Regions from separate parts of the Triticum aestivum genome. Here region 1 is linked to region 2. Evidence: chromatin contacts called from public Hi-C data. All regions are on one chromosome and are shown on one strand. The core of a region is the stretch at or near the end of the contact, and the rest is flanking DNA. Distances in the headings are between cores, read along the strand shown.

Region 1 (6,913 bases), core at 3,844-6,343, 170 kb before region 2:
CAAAAAGAAAAGTTATTTCTAAACATAAGATGTAGCAGAGAAGAACCAGCGGGCTACACATTGATTCAAAGAGAAATATGATCTATCTAAGATGCAAGATAGAGGTTGAAAAACAATGGCCATTCTAACTGTATATACTTTTGGACTGAGCTACATTTTCTAAGCAATAGATGGATGAACTTGGTTGAACTACGACGAACTTCGTGAACTAGGGCATCCTAATGTGGATCTGAACCAAGGAAGGAGCTTTACTTGAAGATTGGAGTGAAGAGCGGAGGGGTGCCGCGGTTCTCTGGTCTCAACAGGGTGATGCAGCGGCCTTGATGGAGCGGTTGATGCAGCTCAGCGGCGACAGCGGAGCTCCGGTGGCAACGGCCGGCGAGAGGAAGAAGAAGAAGAGAGGGAGACGGGGGTAAAAGTGAAAAAGGGAGCCCCCGTCCCTATTAATAAGGAAACAATAAAATTGCATGCGCAGAAATCGAGGAGACGTCATGATTATCTCAATAGTGGAGGCGCCTTGATTCTTGGACGACCAATTACTGCAAAAAGATCTGTTGTGATGTCATAGGTTTTTCTGGATTTATGTCGCATGACGTCATGGTGGGTTACAACGATTCGTTCAAGGTTAAGCATTGGAAGAGAAGACTCGCCAACCAGAAGCAATGAAGATTGACATGAACAAGTTCAAATAAATCTGGAGCCTAATGTTGGGGATATAACCCCATGGTGTGACCCGCCCAGGAGGGGCCGGGTTACACTATTGGCGATTCAAGAATAAAGACTTAAATGGGCCTAAGAAGACATGAAGACTTGGAGGCGGCTTAAGAGGCGGGCCTGTTGAGGCCCAAGACCTGGAAGTGTGAGCCGCCTGATGGTGACTTGCTTAGCAAGGCAAGGCGACTTAGAAACCGAGTTGGTCACGTTGCGTGAACCGACTTGGACTCTTGTAAGTCCAGGGGCTCGACCTGTGTATATAAAGGCGAGACCCTGCGGCGGGTTAACTCAGAAAACAATTGATTGAGAGCTAGGTCAAGCGATTCTGCTCCCTTGTAATCGATACTCAAGTAATAGTCAACAAAGCAGGAGTAGGCTTTTACCTTGTTGTGAGGGGCCAAACCTGGGTAAACCTTGTGTCCTTTGTCCCGTTCAACCCCTTCAAGCTAACCTAGGTTGCGATGGCTCCACACCTAAGTCCTTTCTCAAGGGCATCTGCCGTGACAAAACCACGACACCCAGGATCGTGGAGATCGAGCACCGGTGAGGGTAGGAGCGAGGAGACCGTGAAGTTTTATACCAAACACTGGTGATAGTAAGGTTAGTAGGGTAACATGGATCATATCCTTGGGGATAAATGAGGTGTAGTCATTGAATGCCCAAAGCTCTTGTCTAATTTCATTATCTTAATTATCGAGGCAACCCCGTGCGACGGATAGGGTCTGCGGTAGGACAACTGATTCCTGATGCATGACTCATGTCGGCCAAGATGTTATTTGGACACATCCCCCACTTCGATCGTAACAAGCACATCTCGACGGGGACTTCCAACGCACAAATTAATATCCTATTTGATCCCAACGCAAATACAAGGTTGTAAGCAACCTCATGCCCGTATCTATTTTTATTATAAGTGTTTGAATCACTATTTCCTTGTTGATCCGGTCAAAAGCTGGATTTGACACTTTCATAAAAGCTTGCTAGAGACCATCGCTTCAAGGGAATCTTCCTCTCGTGGGTTCGAGAACCCAGGGTCACCTCTGGGGAAATAGGTGTGGGATACTCTTTTCTGTTCCAATACCGGATCAATAAAAGGAGGTATCACCTCCTCAAGCAGGTTACTCTAGAGCGTTATTTTACCATCATTTCTTCCCTTGCAAGAAGCTCTAAAATCTTTTTTACAAGCCTTTTCTCTTTCACTAACAGGCCTTTCCATAATCAGTTTGCTCTCAGTTTTCTAGCCTTGACTGCATTTTTTTAACAGTTTATGTATCAAGCCGAACTCCTCTCTACTCCATTTTTGCAACCCATCCTTGACATGTACCCGTGCCTTTGTAACCCGCTGGAGATTTCCATTTGTAGGCACCCACACCGACACATTCTCAACAATTTGTACATAGTTCTCATGTCTAGTCCATGCATTTTCGATTTTGAAAAGTCTGTTACTACTTGCACCAGTTGCCCAGTCCAACTTGGATATACCAATGACCAATGCACAATGGTCTGACTCGGTAGTCTGTACACGATTGATCGTTGACCTGTCAGACAACTCCATGAATCGATCATCCCTTAGGCCCCGTTCCAATCTAACTTAGATATTCTGATTACCTTGTTGCCGGTTATCCCGAGTATAGGGGAGCCCTGAGCAACCTAGATCAGCAAAATGACAGAGGTTAAAGCCATCCATCGTCCACTCCTCCCTTTAAACACCACCAAATTGTTCATTTTCATTTAATACCTCATTAAAATCCCCCACACAAAACCATGGGTTATCATATTCTCCTTAAAGGTATGTGAGTAGCTCCCAACTTCTCTTTCTCTTTGATCTCACCGGTTCACCATAGAAAACCATGAACCGCCATTCCCTACTCCCAGTACTCTCGTTATCAATGTGTGTTCGGTTGTATGATTTTAAATTGTCGATCAAGTCATTATTCCAAAACAACACTAGTCCAACACTCCCCCTCGCTCTTAACACCAAAAGAATGCCTGAGCCCCAAAGTAAACCTTAACTCTCGTAGCAGAGAGTTAGGTCTCCAAGAGAAAGACCAAACACATACGATGCAACTATACCAAGTTGCGAATTTCTTGAACTATCTCGGACTGTCCACAGACCTGAGAGTTTAGACTTAATATATTCATTGCTCTCGGCATTCACGCCCGAGGGGTGTCGTTGATCCTGCTAGAGATTCATCATGCTCACCACTGTCAATAGCCTCCCCATCTACCCCCTTCAACTTCTTCTTGTGTGCATTTTTCCGTGGAGTAGCACTCGGATCCTTGTCATTCCCATGAAATAAGTCCACACTATTTGTCACCTTTGATGAAGGAACCACTTGTATTATTGCTCGATCAGGATTCTCATCGTCTATGCCCCATACACTAAGTCCATGGCCAGTCGCTTCCTTGTTGCAGGTTCCTTCTCAGCTATGGTAACATCTCTTTATATGTTCTGGATTAATGGTATATATGCAGTGCTGGAGGGTTCTGCGAGGCACTTGGATCCAGCTGCATCTCGAATGCAGCATTCCAACGCCAGCTCTTTAGGGATCATAGCTGTTGTTATTGCCTAATAAGAAAATTTCTTCCATTCTCTTTAGTTACGGGAAAACCAAAATTAAAACTATTATTTTATAGCAAGTGCAATTTTCTGTAAAAAAACCCCCTCTCCGAAATCCTCTACGGAATAACGGTACTTCCAAATCCTAATCCTAAAAGGCACCTGCTCCGAAGGAAATTATCGTAAATAGAGGTTTTTAAATCCAGCGCTAAATTGATTTTTTTTCTCAGAATGATTTCTTGATCAAAAGAGGCTTCATAGCTGACGCCAAGCACAAATTCTTCCGACTGATTCCTTTTCTTATCACAACCGTTCTTTGTGGCAGAAGTTTTTACTGGTTCTCTAGGAAAGTATGTTGCTCTTGTGGAAACCCCACTCTAATTAGATATTAATAGATTAGTGTCAGACGCGGGGAAAGGTTGGATTTTCCCATGAGTGGACCTTTTTTTTTTTACTTTTTTAGAAATCCTAATTTTTCTTGATTATGGCTACTTTGGGGATCATAGACGTTATTATTGCCTATGGTATGCAAACCATCATGCTCTGTCCTGAACGACCTCGTCCTCCACCACTTCCAGAACCTCATCCTCCACTCGTTCTTCCAATTGTCAGCTAGAATAAAACCCCCCTACTCAAACTTCGTAGCATCATGCTCTCCCGTACCACACTCCTCAAAGCAATGCCCACAGATCCCACAATGATTATAGAAAACTGGTAATTTCTCATAAATTACTTGGTACCAATCCTTCTTTCCATCCTTTTGGTATGGATACAAAACATTCCAACCTCTTTTTTACATCAAGACTTACTTCCGCCCTTATGACAGCTCCAACATAACTAGCTGGTAATTGTATCCGAGTTTCGATGATCTTGCCCATCTTCCTACATATTCCCTTGATCATGGCCTCATTCAGATAGTTGTCAGGTAGTTTCAAAATCCTTGCCCAGACCGCCACCTTGTCCAGTACCACGGACTTAGGGTTTCGTGAACCCATCATATTCAACTAGGATAACCACTTGATTTCCAAAAAAGGGGGCCTTTCAACATCGCGGTGTTCCAGTCACCCAAACACCCAAACTGAATGGTAAAGAACTTATCTTTGATCAGTTGCCAATGTGCTTCTTTCACTGGATTCCATGCATACCTCATGGCCAGACTAAACCCCTTACTAGTGTGAACCCTAGTCCATGACCAACCACTTTGCTTGAACTTTTGGCACAACCGGATCATCCTCCCAAAGGAAGTCCTCTCCATCATTCCCATGCAGATCAAGACGCTTGATCAGATCTTCCACGTTTCCCGACTCATGTTTCCTGCCGCCACTTCCTCCACTCTTCATTGCCTGAACTAAATTGGAAATCCCCCGTCGAACCTCCAAAACCTCGTCGGCCGAGGCGAGGTAGAAGCGTGAGGCTTCCCCTGGATCAACACGAGCCGCTAGATCCGCCGGAGGTAGACGAGTTAGCCGGAGGGGAGACCGACCTGAGTAGACAAAACTCTCGACGTAGCCGCCGTTAGAGGAGCCCTAAACCCTAGCTTGAGCGCTCACTCTTTTGGAAACTGAGCGCTCCTTTGGCCCCATTTAGCTCCTTTTTGTCTTCATTTAGTTCGTGTTTTTTGGGACTTCTAGCCTGAGCAGCAACTTTACCACGCACTGACACGTTTCTCACGCCGCAAACCAAACGCGCCAGGTTCAGGCGTTCAGCTCCTGGGTACTGACCTGTGGTACCCAGAACGCAATAAGGCCCATCTGTCAGCTTGAAGGAGTTATCTTTCACACCGCTCTGTGTTCACTTGCCGCCGCCACCGGCTCAGGCCGAAAAAACGAACCCGACCCAGCCAAGCAAAAGGAAAGAAGCCACACATAAAGGCAAGCGATCAAATATCTATCCTTCAACCCGCAAAAGGCGAGGAGAGAGCCATGGAGGACAGAGACCATGGCCCCGCTGAGAACCTTCCTGAGTCTCCACACCGCATCGTCGACGGCGACGAGGAGGGAGACGAAGACGGAGACGGCTTCACCTTCCCCGTCCTACCGTTCGTGGCGGACGCGCACATCGTGCCCGTGTACCCCGTCTTCGGCCGGCCCCCGCCCCCGCCGCCGGCGGCCTCGGTCGACGAGCAGGAGACGGCCACCGTGCGCGTGCCGCTGGGGCGGCTCCTGCTGGAGGAGCGCGACTTCCGCGCGAGGCAGAGGGACGAAGAGGGCTCCGGGGCCGGCGAGCTGGAGGGCGTGGCGCCGGAGAGTTACTGCCTCTGGGCCCCCGGGCAGTCCACTCCGGCGTCCCCGCGGCGGTGCCGGAAGAGCAGCTCCACGGGGTCGGTGCTCCGGTGGCGTCGCATCAGCGAGCGCCTCGTGGGGCGGAGCCACAGCGACGGCAAGGAGAAATTCGTCTTCTTGGACGCCACCTCAGGGCCTCCCAAGCAGGGGGACGTGGTGGAAGGGGGCAGCAGGAGCGACGGCGGCGGTGGCGCCGATGCCCACGGATGGAGCTATTACAGCAAAGGAGGAGGAGGTGGAGGAGGAAGCGGCGGCGCTGGCCGGAGGAGATCTTACCTCCCGTACAAGCAAGAGCTTGTCGGGTTGTTCGCCAACGTCAGTGGGTTACGGCGAAGCTATCCCCCGTTCTAATGCGTTTCTTGGCTTCTCTCTCTACCCCGTCAATATTTTCTGCTTTTGTGTGCATAATAGTATCGCATAACCTTGGTAGTGTTATTAGAAATAAAATTGGTGTGCTTATATATTAAATTAGGATATGCTTGGCTAAGGTAAATGTAAAAACCACACCATCTCAACGATAGAGATCGGAGAAGGATAGACTATTTTGTAGGTTCTCTGTTTGCTTGCACACTTCAGTCAGAAAGAACTGCTGTTCTTCTGTTAGTTCTGATCTTTTTGTTTTCATCAATCTCAGGGTAGGATAGAACTGCCCATTCTAATGATTGTACGGGAGAGAATTTTGTATGTTGATTGGTAGTTTAGGTGAATTCATGTATGGTGTAACCTCTTTGTTTTGTTCGAGCGTGTCCTTTTGGGCAAAGCTCTGGGTGGCGGCGTTATTAGTTGATTTTAATACTGTGACGTTGTACTAATAGTTTTCATACGCATACGTACAAAACAATTCATGCCTCGTTGTCTTATTGGTCCTCCACTCCACATTGATGTCGCCAAAGCAATCTGTACGTTAAGACGTCAGTACAGAGACTGTTCTATTTTTGTGCTTGGAACAAGATCCATAATTTCAATGATGTTCACTTAATCACGTAGAGTACAATATACTTTTGCAGAGCAGTCAAACAGTTCATGCTCGCATGTATACAAAATTGCAAACTTGGACTCTGATTCTGTCGATTATATACTACAACTAAGTACGAGTATATTGTAGTGGGCTCTTACGATAAGCAAGAATTTTGCTGATGTATACCCAGTTGCCAACTACGACATTTTCTCCGTAGTGAGATGAATTGCATTTGTATATGTGTCCTCCAGATGCGGAGAGAGCATCTACAATTATGCAGGTCGTAACCAAATACACCAACTACTGGATGTGATGGGACCTGAATCCCCAAAACTTTACTCCTTGGAGCTCGCCTGCTTGGAGGTTCCCCGTCAAGACGCCCATCCATCCATCCATCAA
Region 2 (6,882 bases), core at 1,800-4,299:
GGTATTAATTGTGCTTTATGTTAATCTTCTTTCACAATCTTCTTTCAAATGTATTAGAATTGACAAACACAATAGTTTTAAATTGGCTGCAGCAATGGCCACAATTGCAGTATATTATTAAGTGGTGGAGACTGTATTCACGCTTTTATTAACAGTAACAGTGGATATTCAATGGTAACCATTATGAATATATATCTTAAAATATTTATGTTCTTACCTCCCGTGATATTCTTTTGAAAAAATAATGCTAGTTTCAAATCAGAAGACAGGAAAGTCAGATTACACACCCTAACTTAGCACTAAACACTGGATACAATGATACAGTTTTGTCTCATCATACCTATGTTCTTAGGCCATATGAGGTAGGCTAGCCATGTGTATTTATTTCATTTACAATATTATAAACCAACAGAGAACTGAATTCGATGAAGTATGGAAATGTTCAGATATCTACATGTATCCACCCTGCAGGGTAAAGTGACTGCTCTGATAATACGGCGTGTATCTCCTCCTCGTTAGAAGCTTGACACTGCATTTGGAAACAGGCAGATTCAGATAGATAAATGGAAGCAAGACACATTAAAGTAAGATGGCAAATGATATGTTGAAAGGTAAAATGACAAGTTAAACAACATAATGTCTTTTTTTTTCAAACCATACAGTTACTGACATACTGAGTGAGCAGTTCCTTCTTGCTTTGGAATGATCAATGTTGTCACATAATAAGTTCCATCCCTCTGCAAATAAATGTAAAATAAATTAAGATGCAAATGTGAATATATATCAAGACTAACAGTGCTCACATTGGTATCTAATTCTTCTCCCAACTGCACTTACAAATGAAGCACCAAGAATTCCACAGGTCTCTAGATTATTGCTTGTATTCTCCTTTGCAAGTTCCATGAATTCGTCTGTCAATCTCACTGACTGCAAGACACACATACATCAGCAATTTTATCTAAAACTTGAGTGTCTTCACATGCTCCAAGGAAGAGCACACACTCAGAGAAGGGGATTAGAAATGAAAACAGAACGTACTATTTGCATGTCATGCAAATTGCTAGATGCAGAAGACTGCCCAAATGAAGGTGTTGATTGATCATCCACGTATTCAGTATCATGACTAAAAGGAACATCGCCAAAGCTAGAAAGGTCTTCTATCCAAGAAACTATAGGAGACGGAAAGTGGTGCTTCACAGGGTAGGCGCCGATATCGCGATCCATTGTTGTTGGTAGATTAGCTTGGTAGTGGGTGATCTTTTTAGCATCTGCAGTATGTAGATATATCGTTTCACCAGGTGTTGAACGCGTCCTGCATTTTCTGGTAGTGTTTTCAGATCTGCATCAGCATCACATGTCAAAATGTTATAAACTCATAATGTTGTAGCAGAACTTTTTTTTTCGAGAAAACGCAAAGCGATTTTTGCGTTTCATTGCATTGAAAAGGTGAGAGAGTACATGCCTCCTAGGAGGATGTTGTAGCAGAACTACAGTCAGAGATAAAGAAAAATAAGAGACTAGCTGGTATGGTATACCTCCCGCAACTCATGGCTGTTGGCGCTCAGTGGGGCCTAATTCCAACCTGGAAATCAAGAATTGTCAAACAATTAGGAACAGAGAAAAGAGTGGCAGCATTTTACTCATTTATTTTAAAATGTAGCAGCTTCAGGAGATCTCAACCGCAGCAGCACGTGGCCTTAAGCATCAGTTAGTCAAACTAAACAGACTTGCTTTTTCCAATCCCAATAAAGAATGATCAACATCATCTAAAACACATAAAGTAGCGCTGCCATAGGCCATGAACCCAGTCACATGCACCACTGATCAAAGCCTCAAGCTCGCGATCAATGGGTAACGGTAGTGGCCGTGGCCATGTATTGCTTTAGAAGAACAAAAATGTAACAACCTACTCCCTCCGTCCCGAATTACTTGTCGCATAAATGGATAGAAATGGATGTATCTATAACTAAAAATATGTCTAGATACATCCATTTTACGTGACGAGTAATTCCGGACAGAGGGAGTACATAATAATTAGTCTGATTAAGGATCAGCTCAGCTCGACATACTCCCTCCATTGACAAATACTCCCGCCGTCCCGAATTACTTGTCGCAGAAATGGATAGAAATGGACTTAACTAAAAATATGTCTACATACATCCATTTATGTGACAAGTAATTTCGGGCGGAGGGAGTATAAGATATTCTAACTATTTTCTGAACCGGATGTATATAGACACGTTTTAGTGTGTTTGTTCACTCATTTGAGTCAGCATGTAGTTCATATTGAAATATCCAAAAGACCAAAACATCTTGCACTATTTGTGATCAACGGAGGGAGTACCAGCAACCACCGAACTACCAAACATGTACAAAGACAAGCCACCACGTTGTTAGCAAAAAGAAAAGAAAAAAAGCCAAGCTACCACCTCGCCGAAGGAGACTATCCTTATCTTCCCCGGCCGGGACCGGGAAATCTGCTAATCTCTGTCCAAGAATTTCGTGGGCCGCCAGCCAGCCAGCTAGGGCAAAGCAGCCGCGAACGCACGGAGAAGGGAAGGGAGGTCGGGGAAGAGGGGAAGGGCGGGCGCTCACCGGGGGTAGTCTGGACTGGAGGAGTTTTGCTGGAGCCGAGGGGAAGCCGAGGGGGGAGAGGGAGGGGAAAGGCGAGCAAGCGATGGGCGCGTGATGCTGATGCTCTTGTGTTGTCCGACGCGAATCGAAAGCCGCAGCCGGTTTCAGAATGAGATTGCGTACACACACACGTCGCCGTCAGAGGGGCCGTGCATGCCATACACATCATCGTCCGTCGCACAGCAAAGAAAAGAAAAGAAGGGATTAAAAGCGAGACAGAATTTCAACTATAAAAAAAAGCGACAGAGAATTTGAGATAAGGACGACAAGTCCGAGGCCCGGAAGGTGCCGACGGGAAGCGAGCGCCGTGGCTGGCGGCGCCGCGGTGCGTTGGGACTCCGTGTCCTCTGTCTGCGTGTCGGCTGGGCATTCGGGCGAGGGGCGTGACGCCGCGTGCGACGTTGCCGACCTGCCTGTGCCTGGCAGAGCGCGGGACGGAGAGGGTGGACAGTTTGTTGGGGAATCGGGAGGCGTCACGTTTGCGCGCGTGGGTACGCTTGTGATCTGCTCCCCACAGCCAGAGTGCAACATAAACGGAGCAAGTGTCAAGAAGGTTGTAAGGTTCTCCTACGTTTTCGTGTCAAGAAACGTGAAATCATGCGCCGTATCATTGAGCAGGACTTCAGCTGATCTTGCTTGCAGAGCTCAGTGTGATAGTTTCACACGCTATTAAATAAATTTATAAAATATAGGAGTAATATCCATCAATCATCTTTCAGTAGAGCAGCACACGCAGCCTTGTGCAAATCTCTTACAGTAGCATATTACAAAGCTAAGAAACCATGTATCCGCAAGGACAACATCCACACGGTGATTTAGAATGTTTAGCAATCAACCGGTTGCTTTAGCCCCTGCATCATCAAAAAGCAGCAACCACTTTAACGCGTCTATTTTACATGCCATCCCATCTACTATTCCTTGCTAAGGTGCATGATAGTGACTAGCCATCTTTCCGGTTGCAGAATCATCTGCGGCGTTTGACAAACAATAATTCAGAATCCTTTTACAGTACCTGATTATGTCCTGCTCCCTGCAAGGGAAGATGCAGTCAAATTTCCCAACACTTCTCAATCAACAACAGCAGATGATGAAGCAAATTTTTTTCCTTAACCCAATGTAATAAGTAGATTATGATATCCCTCCATCATGAAGCAATAGCTATGCCTGGGTGTCCATTGATCCAGTGAAGAAAAGAGAAAGGGGAAAATAAACATTTGCAATCGAGAAGTCTACATTTAAATGTACAGATGGTACATGCTGCCGACCATATGTAGAAGCCAGTGGCGGAGGACAGAAAAAAAATTAGGTGGGGCTGACTCTAAGCACAATATATTCTGATGGAAGATCAAAGTAGTCCATACACACTAAAATGCACACACATGTTTTTACATGATCTTAAACATAATAAACAAATTAAATGGAAGAATAAATACACTTAAACGGAAACAACTTAAAGATACACTTTATTGTCTAAAGAACACAACAAAGGCAGTGCCCTACCACTCTGGGGTTCGGGACTTCGTGTGATTGCGTTGTGGCCTGCAGGTCCGTGAACGGCGAACGGACGAAGGAACCACGTGTCTGTTTTTTTATTGATAATATTGAGATTGAGAAACAACGAACTAGTCTGGTGGATTCGGGCTCTTGAGCGTTGCATCGTTAGTTGCTTGCTATTGGCCCAATAACGGGGACTATGCTTGTACGATCGTGTAACTACATAAGAACCGGCGATTTTCTTAGCCGGCTTACATCGATCAATCTAATACACATGCCTAAGGAAAAATCGTAGGAAATCAAGGTAGGACGAGTGCCCCATGTCGCCCTACCGAGAGCTCCGCCCCTGGTAGAAGCTATTCATGACTCAAAAGTCCATTTAATAATTGTATAGATTCTGCAAGATGTAAAATGACGTTGCCCAGTTGTTCACCCTATGCAGTTTCTTAACACTGACTGTGTCAAAAAATGTCTTATATTTTGATGAGGGAGTATTTACCAATACACACTAATGAGAATGGGGTGCCACCCCACGTTATAAGTTTGAATAACTATGTGCTGACTTACCATCATGACAGTTTAGCCAGGAGTTTTTCCACCATGCTTTTTTGTTGTAAGCGACTATAAGATTCTGATTCTTTAATTGCACTTGATACAACAATGACATTACTTGGCGAAGGAGCATTCACCTACAGGACATAAATAAGGTATATAAGCAATTAACAGGCACGGCGTGCATTACTAATTCCCAAGTCTTCAAAAGAGAAAGAAAAACACGATTATATCAGAAGCATACCCATACTCGACCATTCAGTCCAACAGCTATCTCAAATGATAATTTTTTCCCAAGGGCCTCTAGAAGTGGACATGTTGGGGAACTTAAAAGCCTACAAGTAATCAACATAATAAATATATAAAGGGGAATAGTAATACTAGCACATTACTGAAAGATTATGGCATGCATTCATCTCACATTCTTGCCAGGCCAGTTGATGTTTCAAACGTATAACCACTTTTCAGTTGACCAAATTCAGCAGCTTTTCCACTTGCTGTAAAAGATAGTTCATATCATTATATTTCGATAGCAGTACAAGGAAACTAATATGCAACAGTCTGGCACAAAACAGTGTACTCCACAGATATCACAGCCATATGAGCAAAGATTCCCAACATGATGTATTTTTGAACTTCTAATTTGAAACTCGTAGAAACACTGAATTATGAAATTAGCAAGTTACCATCCATGCATGAAAGCTCTGGGTTCATAATGCTATTTGCTTTCACCACTCTGGCATATATTAATGTACCAATCTGCAGGAGAAAACATGCAGTAAGTATTTATAATAACCATGCATCAAGCTCAACGAAGGAAACTGAATACTAGGCACAGAAACTGCAAACTTTCGGAATCATTACAAGCTGAGATCATATTTTTAAGGCATACTCTTTCCGTCCACGAGTAAGTGTACATATAAAAATTTTAGGACAAATTATGGAGTGGAGAAAAAAATACATTGGGAAGGTGTAAGCCACCATCTCTCTCCTCTTTAATTACCCCACCACCAATGAGCCAAGTGTATGTAAAAAATGAGGAGCCCATGTGTTGAATGTTACTGGTCTTGATTACCGTGTAATGAGAGAGAAACATTTTTTCTACTTTAAAGTGCATTGGGAAGATAGAAGCACTCTTTTGTGGACAAATTTTAAATGCTAAATGTACACTTATTCGTGGATGGAGAGAGTATCCTCCCTACTTTTAAGTATAACACCCGCGTCCAGTATTTGACAAATTGTTACAACACAAACATCATTGAGTGCATGTAATGAATTTGAAACTACATAACGGGGCCCACCGGCTATTTCAATATTAACGACTGAGGATGGATAGGAATCAACAAACAAGTGAAATTGACCAATAAAAATGACAAAAATACATCACAAACAAAAACAGCTCAACACTTTTCAAAATTTAATGATCAAACCCTATATTTTGCATAAAAACAATCATTTAAAAACGTATGCACTCCATACAAGATAAACAAAAAACTAAAAATTGCACCATGTAAGATTTCAGTATCTACTAAGATACAAAATAATTTGATCCAATCAATGAATTCATGTTAATTTTATAAGAAAAAACATATGATATGCCAAATAGCCACTCAAAGAAAAATCATTAAAGTTCAATGGCTAACCAAAAATATGGTAAATCTCTCCGATCTAAAAAAGACTTAGTGTTCCCCGTTCCGTCCCTCTTCGTCGTCCGCCCCTCCCCACCTGCACCAAATGAACAGGAAAGATCTCTTCCCTTTCATTTTCTCATCTTTTCCTTCACCCCACGTTATGATCACCAGTTGGAAACACATCTCTCTCGTAAGGAAGAGATCGCCACCCAATCCCCCGGTCAGATTTGATTCAAGCAATTAAAACAAAGTATCGCTTCCCGCGGGAACTCGCCATGTCATGGCCGGCCACCCTGCGCCTCCCCATGCCGGCTGGACCTTGACTTGCCACTTTGGTCACCATGGCACCAAGCAGCCGACGGCGCTGGCTTCCCTGCCATAATTTTTAGACTCCTAAAAAATCACATACGCGCCATGCCATGCGACCACCATGAGATCTGCATGGAGCCTCGCCATGCGGCCACAACGCAACCTGCGTCGGATGTGCGGTCCACATCTGCTCCCAGGTGGCGAACAGTCTGCAGGGAGCCCCGCGCACGCTGCCGTCTGTCGTCAGTTGTCACCAAGTTTG

The links. Hi-C and Micro-C count contacts between places; a contact is called where the count stands out from the background.
Region 1: a contact with region 2 is called in a Hi-C map of leaf, with 3 times the contacts expected there. The contact joins the promoter of LOC123074600 here to the promoter of LOC123078721 in region 2. A contact is called at or near these places in 2 of 5 Hi-C or Micro-C datasets (both in leaf).

What each region holds. Positions count from the first base shown.
Region 1 is chr3D:334,239,414-334,246,326 of IWGSC CS RefSeq v2.1, reverse strand. LOC123074600 reads left to right here and starts at 5,093. Exons shown (of 1, transcript XM_044497399.1): 1 at 5,093-6,416. The coding sequence starts at 5,197. The coding sequence ends at 5,907.
Region 2 is chr3D:334,066,668-334,073,549 of IWGSC CS RefSeq v2.1, reverse strand. It overlaps LOC123078721 (AMSH-like ubiquitin thioesterase 2), which reads right to left and starts at 3,049. Exons shown (of 9, transcript XM_044501313.1): 1 at 2,430-3,049; 2 at 1,536-1,582; 3 at 1,039-1,339; 4 at 838-927; 5 at 675-737; 6 at 455-529. The coding sequence starts at 1,549. It overlaps LOC123078722 (putative exosome complex component rrp40), which reads right to left. Exons shown (of 10, transcript XM_044501314.1): 6 at 5,367-5,439; 7 at 5,102-5,177; 8 at 4,925-5,015; 9 at 4,696-4,817; 10 at 3,286-3,664. The coding sequence ends at 4,698.